Linked DNA regions of Rattus norvegicus: region 2 is linked to region 1. Evidence: chromatin contacts called from public Hi-C data. All regions are on one chromosome and are shown on one strand. Each heading gives the region's core, a stretch centred on a gene start, on an enhancer-like site or on the middle of the called end of the contact. The rest is flanking DNA. Distances are from core to core; before and after follow the strand shown. Region 1 holds the start of Edn1 (endothelin 1). Region 2 holds the start of Adtrp (androgen-dependent TFPI-regulating protein).

Region 1 (6,106 bases), core at 1,806-4,305:
CCCGCATTTCAAGGGTACATCTTAAGCAGGAACAAGAAGGCCAACAGGGAGCTGTTGTGTGACAGGAAAAACCCATCTTCCTTGCCACTCTTCAGGGTGATGGGCTGCAACGAGCGTTCCCCTGGGGACTGTTTTGAAAAGTGGGATGGACTCCGGGAAGGCAGCCCCCACCCCTAGTTATAAAACTTTTGTGCATGTTTATGCCGTTCTTCTGGTCTTTAGCCTCTCTAATAGTAATACCTTAAGTGGAGGTGGGTGGGACCATCGAGCTTGTCAGACTGGTTTGCCGCCTTCCTTTCTCCTCCCCCTGCTACTTGGCAAAATTTTATCTGGTGAAGCTGCCTAGTGTAGCCTAGAGCTTCCCTCTCTGGGCTTGAGTGAGGATTCCTCCTTCCTTTCATGGGAAGAAAAGCGGGGTAGGGGGCTGCTGTAAGGGACAGAGATGGAGAGATGGGTAGAGAGGCAGAGCCTACCCTTAGTCCCAAGCACATAAAAAAGGGACATAGGTGCACAGACATGTACATGATGCATAAACACACAGAGGCCTAGGGAACTCGGGACAAAACATAAAAGGTAGACCTGGAAAGATGGGACCCTCCCGGGGCTACGATCTCGGTTTTTATTTGCGGTTTCCTCTCGCTGAGCTTTAGAAGAAGAGAGTCCGAGTGGATGGCCGCCAGAGTTTACATTTGATTTTCGAGCACATGTTCAGGGTGGTATGGGTAGGCAACAAGAGAATGGGCAGTAGAAAAACATGTTTGCTTCCCTTCTTTCCTTGATGCTGGGGCCACCGGTATCTCCAGAGGTCCCCCAGCTGAAGAATGATGGCCCAGGCTAGACACTGGAGGATGCCTTCGAGAACTGGGTTGGGCATTTCCGGGGCGGAGCTGAGGACAGGTTGGTCCTGATAGTTGCCAGAGTTTGGTCAGATTGGCCAGGAGGTCAGAAAGCGGTGGGGGTGGGGTGTACATTTCCCAGCCACCTTTCCCCTGCCGGTGGGAAGCTTGGACTTTGGGTAGGTGACATCAGCTCTCCTCTCCTCCAGGTCCCCTGAGGAGCTGGGGTGGGATGAGCTGGCTTCCTGTTGGGGCCCAGTTCTAGGGGTAGCTGTCACCTCCTGGCCCCCACCCTCCGGGGTAGGTCTGAGGTAAGCAAAGCAGAGGCAGAAGCTTACCAGTGGCCCTGGGCCTCGGGTGTGGGTGTGGGAGGGTTGCTGGTTCCTGCTTCTCCAATGTCTCCAGCTCTTAGTACAGAGTCTCCTAAGGGACAGAGTTCTCAGTGACCTAAAGCTGCTGCTGTGTTGTCTCCCCTACCGAGATTTCCAGAGAGCTCACTAGGCCTAAGCATGTCCCTGTCCACAGCTTGGGAATCGCTATCAAATCTGCCTTTTGATTGTAGAGTTGAAGAGCTAAATGAATAGTTGCGTGGGGTGGGTCCCTGTGTGGGTCCCGTGTTAGAAGTGAGTCTCTCTTGGCATCTACTCCCAGGGAAAATCGGAGTAGAACAAGAGGGATGAAAGAGGGACCTTTGCGGTGGCATCCTCACATCTTGATTTAGATCCTTTATAGGGAAACCATTGAGTGGATCCCGCGTGTTGTTTCCAGCTTTTGGGCATTCTGGGGGGTCCTCCCTCTTCCTCCCTTGAAAAGTGAAGCTTATTGAAAAAGTCAATGTGCTTTATGTGTGTTTTGCTTTATTCATGAAGACATGTTGTCACTTGTACCTTAATAACCCATGGGCACCCGGGGGAGGGAGCATTTCATGGCAAAATAGACAGGAAACTGTTTGGAAAACGTAAACACGTTATTAAACGGTGAGGTATGATCTGATCCACTTACTCAGTCAGCATAGGCAGTCCTCCCCTCCCCACGCTCTCCCTGTAGCTTCCTAATCAGGCACAGGACACTGGTTCGCCCCAGTGTGCAAGCAAAGTGGGGCGGAGGAGACTGGGAAGTCAGGGAAGGGAATAATGGAATGCCCTGAAGTCACCTCTCCTTTCGTCTGTGAGGCGCCCTTCTCTGCCCGGCCGCGGCTTGTTGCTAATCATTTAGAAGCCAAGGCTTTAATTGTTTTATCTTACTAAAGCACAAGCCCCTGCAGCTCTTCGTCTCCCCCTGGTGTTCGTTCCTGCCATTTCTCAAGATTCTTCCCGATAGCGCGCGCGCGCGCGGGGGGTGGGGGGGGGTGGGGGGTGCAATTCCCAGGGAGAGGCTGGGCACAGGAAATTTTGGAGGGGGGAGAGAGTGGGGGGGTCCTTCTGATCGGCGATACTAGGATGTGCCTGACGAAACCATATTGCTGTTGTTATCATTGTTCCTTAGTTTTCCCTCCTTGCTAGCTCCTGACGGAATCCTTCGCACCTCCGTTGCGAAGAACTTCAGTTTAAAAAAGACTTGGGGGAGTTTGGAAAAGTAAGCTGATCTCCCTAAATAATCTGGTCTTCCTCCCGCCCCCACCCCAAGTAGCAGGGAGTGAAGAACGAAGAGGGGGATCCTCCCCTGGTTTGAATCCAACTAAGAAATCAGAAAGACATAAAAGGAAAATCAAGTGAACAATGATCAGCCCCACCCCCACCCCACCCCCCGCGCGCACAATACAATCTATTTAATTGTACTTCATACTTTTCATTCCAATGGGGTGACTTTTCTTCTGGAGAACCTCTTGATTCTTGAACTCTGGGGCTGGCAGCTAGCAAAAGGGGAAGCGGGCTGCCGCTCGGTGCAGGTTTTGCAGAGGTCTCTGTCCAGTGGGTGTTTTCTTTTTCTTAGCCCTGCCCCTGGATTGTCAGACGGCGGGCGTCTGCCTCTGAAGTTAGCCGTGATTTCCTCTAGAGCCGGGTCTTATCTCCGGCTGCACGTTGCCTGTGGGTGACTAATCACACAATAACATTGTTTAGGGCTGGAATAAAGTCGGAGCTGTTTACCCCCACTCTATAGGGGTTCAATATAAAAAGCCCGGCGGAGAGCTGTCCGAGCCAGACGCGTTCCAGCACTGGCGCTGAGAGCCTGACTGGGTCTGCTCCGCTTGTCCTCGAGCGCTGCCTCCCGGGCTGCCCGCGACGCTTTCGCTCCGGTGAAGGGGCCACTTTTTGAAGACCGCGCTGAGATCTCCAAAAGCCAGAGGCGATCAGAGCAACCAGACACCGTCCTCTTCGTTTTGCATTGAGTTCCATTTGCAACCGAGTTTTCTTTCTTTCTTTTTTTTTTCTTTTTTTCCCTCCTCTTCTTCTGATCCCTTTGCAGAATGGATTATTTTCCCGTGATCTTCTCTCTGCTGTTTGTGGCTTTCCAAGGAGCTCCAGAAACAGGTAGGTGCCACTTGCGAATCTTTCTGCTTCAGCGCAACGCCGTTCTCGCTTCTGTTTTCCACTTTTCTTTTTTCTTTCTGTCCTTTTTTTTTTTTTTTTAAATTACTGAAGCTGGAGCAGCAAGTGCCTTGCAATTACTTCTGTGTGCCAGCGAAAGGAATAAAACTCCTGTTTGAATACAACTGACTACAACCGAGTATCACATAGCTTTAAAATAACGTTGTAGCCGTATCGCTGAGTGGCTACAGCTGAGGCAAGGATATATTTGAAATACGTGTGTTTAGGGTTGCATGGTGCATTTAGGAGCTTATTCAAACGCTGTCTTGATAGTGTGCTAATGTGTAAAATACTAAAACACTCCAGCTTAAAGCCAAGGAATTTTATTCAGGTCATGCAGGCACAACGTGAGCAGTGAAATCACCTGCCGATCAACCGTGCGCTGAGTAACCCCGCAGGCGGTTTCAGGGCGAAGCACATGCTTTCTTTAAAATTTGTCACTATTGACTTAAGGTTTCATTTGGCAGGTTTTTGGCATCCTCAAACAGCCTGAGCTCTATTTCAGTAGTATTCACCTGTCCTGGGAAGGGAGCCGGGATCATTCCTGCCTGATTAAGGAATTAGACAGTATGGGCCGCTTCTGGTTCTTTCTCCTCCCATCCTGTTTTTTTAGGGTCAGTGCCTTCTTTTTGTCTTCACCTGACCCTAAGCAAAGAGAGAGGTTGTCAAAGGGATGAAAATCCTGGAATGTGTCTGATCGTTTGAAATGAACAAAATTGGGAAGAGAAAATGCACGACCAAATGGTCAATTGAAAGAGGCTAGCGATGCTGTGTTGGGCCAGAGGGAGGTGTCAAGTCCCACGCAAGCTGTGCGGCCCCAGGATTCTGAACCCAGAGTACTTCCCTGGCTCCCCTGAGCTGTACCTTCTCTTCCTTGAGTGGCCACTTATCTCCCACCTGCAGTGACTGTTGTAAAGTCAGTTTCTCTTCGGTGTCCAGGCATTTTCTGGAAGTTCTTGCTTTCTGCCTAACATAAAAAGGCACCCATATGCAACCTAGATCATTCTGTGCCCCTACACGAGCTGGAATGGGGTGGGTACCCCTAAGGAGGTTATCCTGAGTTGGGAACGTGGCTCCAAGGCTGCTAGGAATAGACGGTCTGTCTTATTTACTTGTGGCCACCAGCCAGCTTAATCTATGGGAGTTGTGCTAGTCTAAGTCTCAGGTATGGACTTCCTCAAAATTCCATTTTGAAGCGTCTTCAGAAGACTGGAAGAGTCCTTTCCTAGCTGTTTCTCTCTCTCTCTCTCTCTCTCTCTCTCTCTCTCTCTCTGTCTCTCTCTCTCTCTGTCTCTGTCTCTGTCTCTCTCTCTCTCTCTCTCTCTCTCTCTCTCTCTCTCTCTGTGTGTGTGTGTGTGTGTGTGTGTGTGTGTGTGTAATCTCCCTGCAGGTTGGATAAGCCAGCCAGGGTAAGGGTGAAGTCCTGTTAAGCACGGAGAACAAAGAAGTCTCTTTCTTTCTGTTTGTGTTTCTGGCTAAAGGCAGTTTTATGCCTTGTCTGCTTCTATTTGCGCTGCTAGATCTGGCCTGAATACTTGGATGCAGGTGCTTGCTCTGGACGCCTGAAGAGAGATTCCTACTAACCCGACCCTCTGTTCTCTTCACAGCTGTCTTGGGAGCAGAGCTCAGCCCCCGAGCTGAGAAGGAAGTGCAGAGCCCCCCTCCCAGCACATCCTGGAGACCCCGCAGGTCCAAGCGTTGCTCCTGCTCCTCCTTGATGGACAAGGAGTGTGTCTACTTCTGCCACCTGGACATCATCTGGGTCAACACTCCCGAGTGAGTCTCTAGAGGGCATTGTAGTCCTAGCCATCCTCTTACTGCTGGGGCTTTCTGGAGCTGGGAGACCCAGCTGGGGTTTCTGTTCTGGGAGGTTTCTGGGCTTTTGCATTTCTGAAGGCAAAAACGTGCCTCCCAGGGGGAACAGTGCTGACTGAGACAGATGAGCTTAGTGGTAGCCATGTAGGAGAGGGTCTTCTGAGAGGCTCAGAGTCACACTGCTTACTGTGGGATGAGGGCAAACAGGAAGGAATTGTGCATTTGAAGACAAGAAAGGGACGGAAGAACGTAGCGAGAGGCTCTCGATGTGGACTTAGGGATCAGTAGACCAGGTCCTATGGAGGGTAACATACCTATACTTCTCAGAGAGGCTCGCTGAATCTGTTCCAGACATACAGATGTAATAGGGAGTTATGACATATTTCCTTTCTTTTACTTATAGGAAAACTAAGAAACACAATGTTGAAGCCCCTTGCACAGGAATGAGCTGGGAGTAGGGCTAGAGCAGGGAACTGAGCTTCCTGTTTCTCTCTTTCGTCTTTAGAAAACTGTGATCCAAGGCAGAGCTCAGAACAGCGCCCATAGGTTTCTCTTGTACCTTCAGAGTGAACAGAGGCTGTTTTACCCTCAGCCCCCAACACTAGTCCACTCCTTAGGAGCAATCAGCAGAAAGAACAAACACATTTATTCTGTCTACAATGGCTGGCCAAGTTCCAAACCAAACCAGACCCAAACCACCGAGGACCTAATCCTTAGTAGTGTTTCTACCAAGGGGAGGACTCCGTTTCTTGTTGAGTGAATTGAAACGGACTCATTGCAAGTTATCGGAGAGCATTTTGACACTAAGTCCTTCACAGCCATTCAGTTTTACTGAACTCTAGAGCAATGTGCCAAGGTGCCATGCTCCACCAGGCAGCGTTGCCACACATGACTGAAGTAGAAAACCTTATGTTTTGGTGTTGCTGG
Region 2 (6,252 bases), core at 2,745-5,244, 470 kb before region 1:
AGGCAGAACTGGTTTTGAGCTAGTGAGAGTTCGAATGCTTTTTACATTTACATAAAGGGGAGGGAAAAGACGAGGAAACATTGCTGTAAACAGGACTCTAGGTGGTCTACGGAAGGCAACGGAGGAAGTGTTGAACAGAGGCGAATTGGCCTTAGGGGATATGGGCAGAGAAAGGAGGAAGGAAGCCTGTAGGTAAAACTAGAGACCAAGTCCTTTCTCAGAGGGACACTAGCTATCCTGGGGGAAAAAGGGACCTGAGCGGTGAATTTGGGTGTTTGGTTGGTTGGTTGGTTGGTTTTGTTGTTTCTTTTTGTATTTTTTCCTTGACACCCCCCCCCGACCCTTCCCCAAACCAAAGAGGCCACATTGTTTAAAGGAATTCAAGAGAGAGAGAGAGAGAGAGAGAGAGAGAGAGAGAGAGAGAGGAGAGAAAGAGCTCTGGAAGATTAACCTGGGATCTGAGTATTGGATGGGCAGATCTCTGGATAGGAAAGGACAGGGTAGTGTGGTAGTCCTCTGATGCAAAGTAATCAGAATTAGGAAGGAGACAGCAGGAAGTTTGGGGAGGGAGAGGTGCGTCCAACGGAAGGAAAAGCCAATGGGATGTGATTTGATGGCTAATTCACCAGGAAGGCAAAAAAGGGAATGACACTGGAATAAGATTTGGGCCCAGGAGACGCTCACGAGGTAGATGATTGCTGCTCGCCCTGACTTCCTGAGTTCAAGCTCAGGGCCCAGACGGTGGAAGGAGAGAGCTGACTCCTCTGACCTCGACCCATGCATTGTGACCCTAACACATACACACATACATACATGCACACAAAATAGATGAAAGTATTATAATTTTTTTTCTTTTTGCCAGGAGACAGAATATGTGACATCAGAAGCCTGAAGAGGTCAGGGAGGTGGCTTATGGAGCTTTGTGATCAATCTGTCCTGTTGCAGAGTTACAGGAAATAGAATGCCCAGAGAGGAGCCTGCCTTTGATTAGTAGATTAAAGTCACCCCCAGTTTATGCAACGGAGATTAAAAATACCTCATGGTTTTATATGTATAGTGCTCTTAGAACACCACAAAATCAGTCTTTGTTTTCTTTTTTAATGAGTCAACTTTTTCCCTCATAAAAATCTCAAGACGGAAACAGTCACCTTGACACTTTCTAGCACAAGAGAGCTGTGTCCAGAGCTTAAACTATCCAGGCTAATACCCAGAGGAGAGCACAAGGCCAGAGGGAAGGGGATAGGGCCTCAAGGGGGCTCTTCAACCTGAGCTCCACATCTCCAGCCTGACATTTCAGCACCTCGCCATCCTTTCTGACCATGCTTCGGCTCTGGTCGCAAAATGAGGATTGTGGTTCTGAAGATTCTGAGGGATTCACACATTCTGATTCCGGGGCCTGAGAGATAACAGGGCAGCAGCTGAGGGTACCGTTCTGCTCTTTCACAGAACCCAGCACCCACTTGACAGCTCACCTCTAACTCTAGTACCGGGAGATCTGGCGCCCCCTTCTGGCCTCCACAGGCACCAGGCACACATATGGGAGACACATGCACATAGGCGATGCAAGAAAAACTCTCATGCCCATAAAGTCAAAATAAAAATAAATCTTGAGAACAGGAAATATTTTGCAGCTTCCTGACACCAGGTAATTTTACAACTGGGTATATTTTATTTTAAATTTACATTTACTAATTTATTTATTTATTTACCTATTTTTGATTTTTGAGACAAGTTTCTATGTATACCTCTGTCTATCCTGGAACTCACTCTGTAGACCAGGCTGGTCTCAAACTCAGAGATCCTCTGCCTCTGCCCCTCTGCCCCTCTGCCCCTCTGCCCCTCTGCCCCTCTGCCCCTCTGCCCCTCTGCCCCTCTGCCCCTCTGCCCCTCTGCCCCTCTTTCCCTCAGCCCTTCTGCCCCTCTGCCCCTCTGTCCCTCTGCCCCTCTGCCCCTCTGCACCTCTGTTCCTGCCTCTGCAGGGGTTAATGGCTACCACCACCACCACCCTGCAGAACTGTGTATTTTAGCAACAACAACAAAAATTCAGATGTCAATCCTCATGTCTGAAGGATGTTCCATTTTTAGTTTTTAACTTTAAAAGTATATTCCTAAAATACTTTTTAAAAAAGATTTATTTATTTAATTTATTTGTTTGTTTATTTATTTATTTATTTATTTATTTATTTATTTATTATGAATGTTCTGCCTGAATATATGCCCATATGCCAGTAGAGGGCACCAAGATCCCATTACAGATGGTTGTGAGCCACCACATGGTTGCTGGGAATTGAACTCAGGACCTCTGGAAGAGCAGTCAGCGCTCTCAACCGCTGAGCCATCTCTCCAGCCCCCTAAAATACTTTTTTCAAGGCAGTTTTCTTCAACTCATCCAGACTTTGTCCATTAGCACAAGGTCAGCCAGGTTAGGAAGACATCAGGGAATTAAGCTATAAGTTTGGTTTTCACTTTGCTTTATCTGTAATAGCTGAAACTGTGCACTGGCTGTTGGCTCGGGTGATCTCTCCTCTCAGATGAAACTTGAGCCTATAAAAAATCATGGTGGGAGAGGAAGGTGGCAAAATGTGTTTGCTTTTCTTGGATAAATCTGTGAGTCGGTGTGTGCTGTCAAATAACATTACTCCTCCACTGGGAGTCACACTTCCTACTCAACATTCGACACTGCCTTCTTCTCACAGACGTTCCCGAGCAAGGTTCAAAAATCTCTCCTGTGTTTTGTACTCAAGCCTGTGGTCCCCTAGTTGGGCTCCAAGAGTCTTTGTAAAAGAGTATTTAATAGTTAGACACCCCAGGAGCTACGGAGAGTCTCCAAATTACTAGTGATCAGGGGAAGCCCAAAACTCACCAATCATGAAGAAGGAAGACGTACGGGGGTGGGGGGCTTGTGCTCAGTAAAGTGGTGTGTGGGAAAACTCTCCCGTTAGTGATCAGAACTCGGTTCTAGACGTGGAGAAATGAACTTACCAGATTCAGGAGTGTCAAGTACTTGGACCGTCCACCGTCATGGAATTCCTTTAGTTTCTCCTCATCCTTTCCAATCTGTGGGATGTAATAATTGAGGAAAATGTACCAGTTCAAAACAACGAAGTGATACAAGCAAGTAGTTGTTTTCGTCATGGTTTCCGTGGATCAGAACGATGACGACGACGACGAAGGTGGTGGCGGTGTACCTGCTCTGCTCTCACTCGGTCCTGGGAGTCACAGCTGCACTCTGTTCACACCGGAGCTGCAGAAACAAAGCCCTCTGGGGATGAGCATTTCAACACAGGCTGGACTTTGCTTCGCTCTGAGGCACCTTTCCTCACAAGTACGGAATTCAGAGATATCCACGTTTAGATAACTTGACAGTTTGCACCCATTTCAAAACAGGGCTTTGAGGAGAGCAAGGAAGTTGCACTTTGAACAGAGGGCTTAGCCTGCTAAAGAACCGGTTACAGATGCCATCTAGGTAAAAGGTCATGCCTCTGTTCTTTTTTCATTTGGCTGAAAGGTCAGAGTTAGGTAGCAACAGCGTCCCAGCAAAGAAGGGGAGGGTCCTTTTAAACCAGGAAGTACAGACTTGGATGTGTTTATAGCCGGAAGAAAGGAAATAGGGTGTAGTCATTCTACTTGTGAAATCTCTGAGGCCTTTTCAAGCTTGAGAAAAGCCTTTGATCCTCTGAGAACAGGCTCAAAGGAGTCTGGGTCTGCCCGCTCCCCTTACACTACAGAAAGGTGTCCAGACATTTCATCCGCCCTGCATTTGTTCCCGGAGGGAAGAAGCATAAGGAGAGAGACATCCACCGCTGGCAAGCCATCATACCTGAGTGTAGACATGGTTGGTCGTGGGTATATGTCAGGGGTAGCAAGGGCCTCTGTACTGCGCTGGGGAGTACAAGACATAATTGGATTGGGAGAGAAAAGGACAGGTCCCTACCTCCACCTGTGCAGAAGGGGACTTAAGGAGAACTGCAAGCGTCATGCCTTGTGACATCACTGGTTTGTTTCCCTGGGCAACTCGGAGGGGTGAGCAAATTCTTTGAGAAATGCCCCTGGAGGCATTAGGGAAGTCTGCAGTTGACGTTATTCACCATTTCCCCAGGGCTTAGAAGAACTGAGAGAGAGAGCCATAAGGAGCTATGGGAACCCAAATAAAGCCAGAACATGACTCTCTCCCTCTGAAAAGTCAACTGGACCAAACATTCAGACTCATAGGCCGGAGGAGGACAGTGGCCCTGAGCCAGCAGGCCTGCAGGGTAACCGCTTCCCAGTCTGTCGGAAATGTTGTACCAAAATATTACACAGTTGTACGCTTATAAACAAGAAATTTTATTTATCCTATTTTTAGAGGCTAGCATTTTTAAGACCGGGGTGCTGGCAAGTTTGGTGTCTGGTAAGGGTTTGTTTTCTACTTAACACAGATAATCCTGTCACCATGACCTCTCATGGGAAAGAAACAGAACAGTTCCTTTGGGCACCTTTGGGGCCAGAATCCTGAGAAGGCTCTGTCTTTATGTCCCCAGGACTTGTCTATAGCCGTACCTGTGACTAATATCATCAACTCAGAGAGTTAGGATTTCACTCTATGAATTTGGCAAAGGCACACACACTTAAAACAGAAAACCATTCACTACGGAGAGAGCAATCCAGGACATGGAAGCAATGCTGGCTAGGGCTAAAACTGCAAATAACAATAGTGTCTCCTGCTTCTCCAGCACTGTGGCTAAGCATGGCTCTGAGCGGTTTACTAATGTTGGTTCTCTGAACACTAAAGATCATAACGATGTTAGGGCCAAAATGACATGCCCAGCTATAGACTGTGGGCATCTTTATTGACTGTACTTGTTGATTTTGTGTGTCAACTTGACACAGGCTGGAATTATCACAGAGAAAGGAGCCCCGGTTGAGGAAATGCCTTCATGAGACCCAGTTGTAAGGCATTTTCTCAATTAGTGATCAAGGGTGTGAGGGCTCATTGTGGGTGGTGCTATCCCTGGGCTGGTAGTTCTGGGTTCTATAAGAAAGCAAGCTGAGCAAGCCAGGGAAAGCAATCCATGGCCCCTGCATCAGCTCCTGCCTCCAAGTTCCTGCCCTGTGTGAGTTCCTGTCCTGACTTCCTTTGGTGACGAAGCAATGAGGAAGTGTAAGTTGAATAAACCCTTTCCTCCCCAACTTGCTTCTTGGTCCTGATGTTTTGTGCAGGAATAGAAACCCTGGCTAGGACATTGACCAATCAGAAATACTTGGGAGGGCAAAGTTACATGGCATCATTTGGAGCACGTGAGACTTTCCCTAAGGTAAGCCAGGGTTTAGCATTACAATACATAGCAACAGACCAGCCCTCAACGATAAATATCCCTGGATGAATGACCAGAGCCGCTTTCATTTCATATCTGTCCCCAGCAATGACATCAGGTGGAGTTTTTGCCACTTTTGTTGTTGATTTATCTGATTTTTTGTTGTTGCTGCTGCTGTTGGTTTTTAATTTGTGAAATAGACCCAGGTTGTCCCAGAACTCCTGTACTTAAGGACGATTGTAAACTTTTTAAATGTGTGTTGCGGGGAACTACACTTGTGTACACAGGGTATCTCCATTTGTACACATGTGTGTTGGAGACCAGAGGACAATCTATTTTTTTTTTCTTTTTCTTTTTTTCGGAGCTGGGGACCGAACCCAGGGCCTTGCGCTTGCTAGGCAAGCGCTCTACCACTGAGCTAAATTCCCAACCCCCAGAGGACAATCTTAAATGCCATCCTTTAGAACAATGGTTTTCAACCTGTGGGTTGTGATCCCTTTTGGGGGTTGGGTCAAAGAACCCTTTCACAGTGGTCATATATCAGGTGTCTGGCATACCAGATATTTATCTTATGATTCATAAAAGCAGCAAAAGTACAGTTATGAAGTAATTAAATATAATTTAATAAAAACAATTTTGTGGTCAGGGGGTGGGGTGGGGGGTCACCAGAACATGAGGAACGCATTAAAAGGTCACCGCATTAGGAAGGTTGAGAACCGCTGTTCTAGAAACATACCTACCTGATTTGGGTCAAGGTCTCTCATTTGGCCTGGAACTCATGTATTAGGCTAGACTGGGTGGTCAGTGAACTCTCAGAGTCCTCTTGTCTCCATTGAATGGGAGAAAAATGAAAAGAGACCATGATTACTCCTAAGGAGTTGAGGTTTCCATTATAATGTAATGGAGAACACAGTCAGAGGTGTTTGGGGGAGTCCAGAATGAACATAGCCAGCAAACT

Evidence for each region. A called contact is a pair of places that touch in the nucleus more often than the background predicts.
Region 2: a contact with region 1 is called in a Hi-C map of liver, with 4 times the contacts expected there. The contact joins the promoter of Adtrp here to the promoter of Edn1 in region 1. A contact is called at or near these places in 2 of 12 Hi-C or Micro-C datasets (kidney and liver).

The regions. Positions count from the first base shown.
Region 1 is chr17:22,663,636-22,669,741 of GRCr8, reverse strand. It overlaps Edn1 (endothelin 1), which reads left to right and starts at 3,055. Exons shown (of 5, transcript NM_012548.2): 1 at 3,055-3,307; 2 at 4,972-5,140. The coding sequence starts at 3,244.
Region 2 is chr17:23,133,551-23,139,802 of GRCr8, reverse strand. It overlaps Adtrp (androgen-dependent TFPI-regulating protein), which reads right to left and starts at 3,994. Exons shown (of 7, transcript NM_001395610.1): 1 at 3,821-3,994; 2 at 2,983-3,244. The coding sequence starts at 3,135.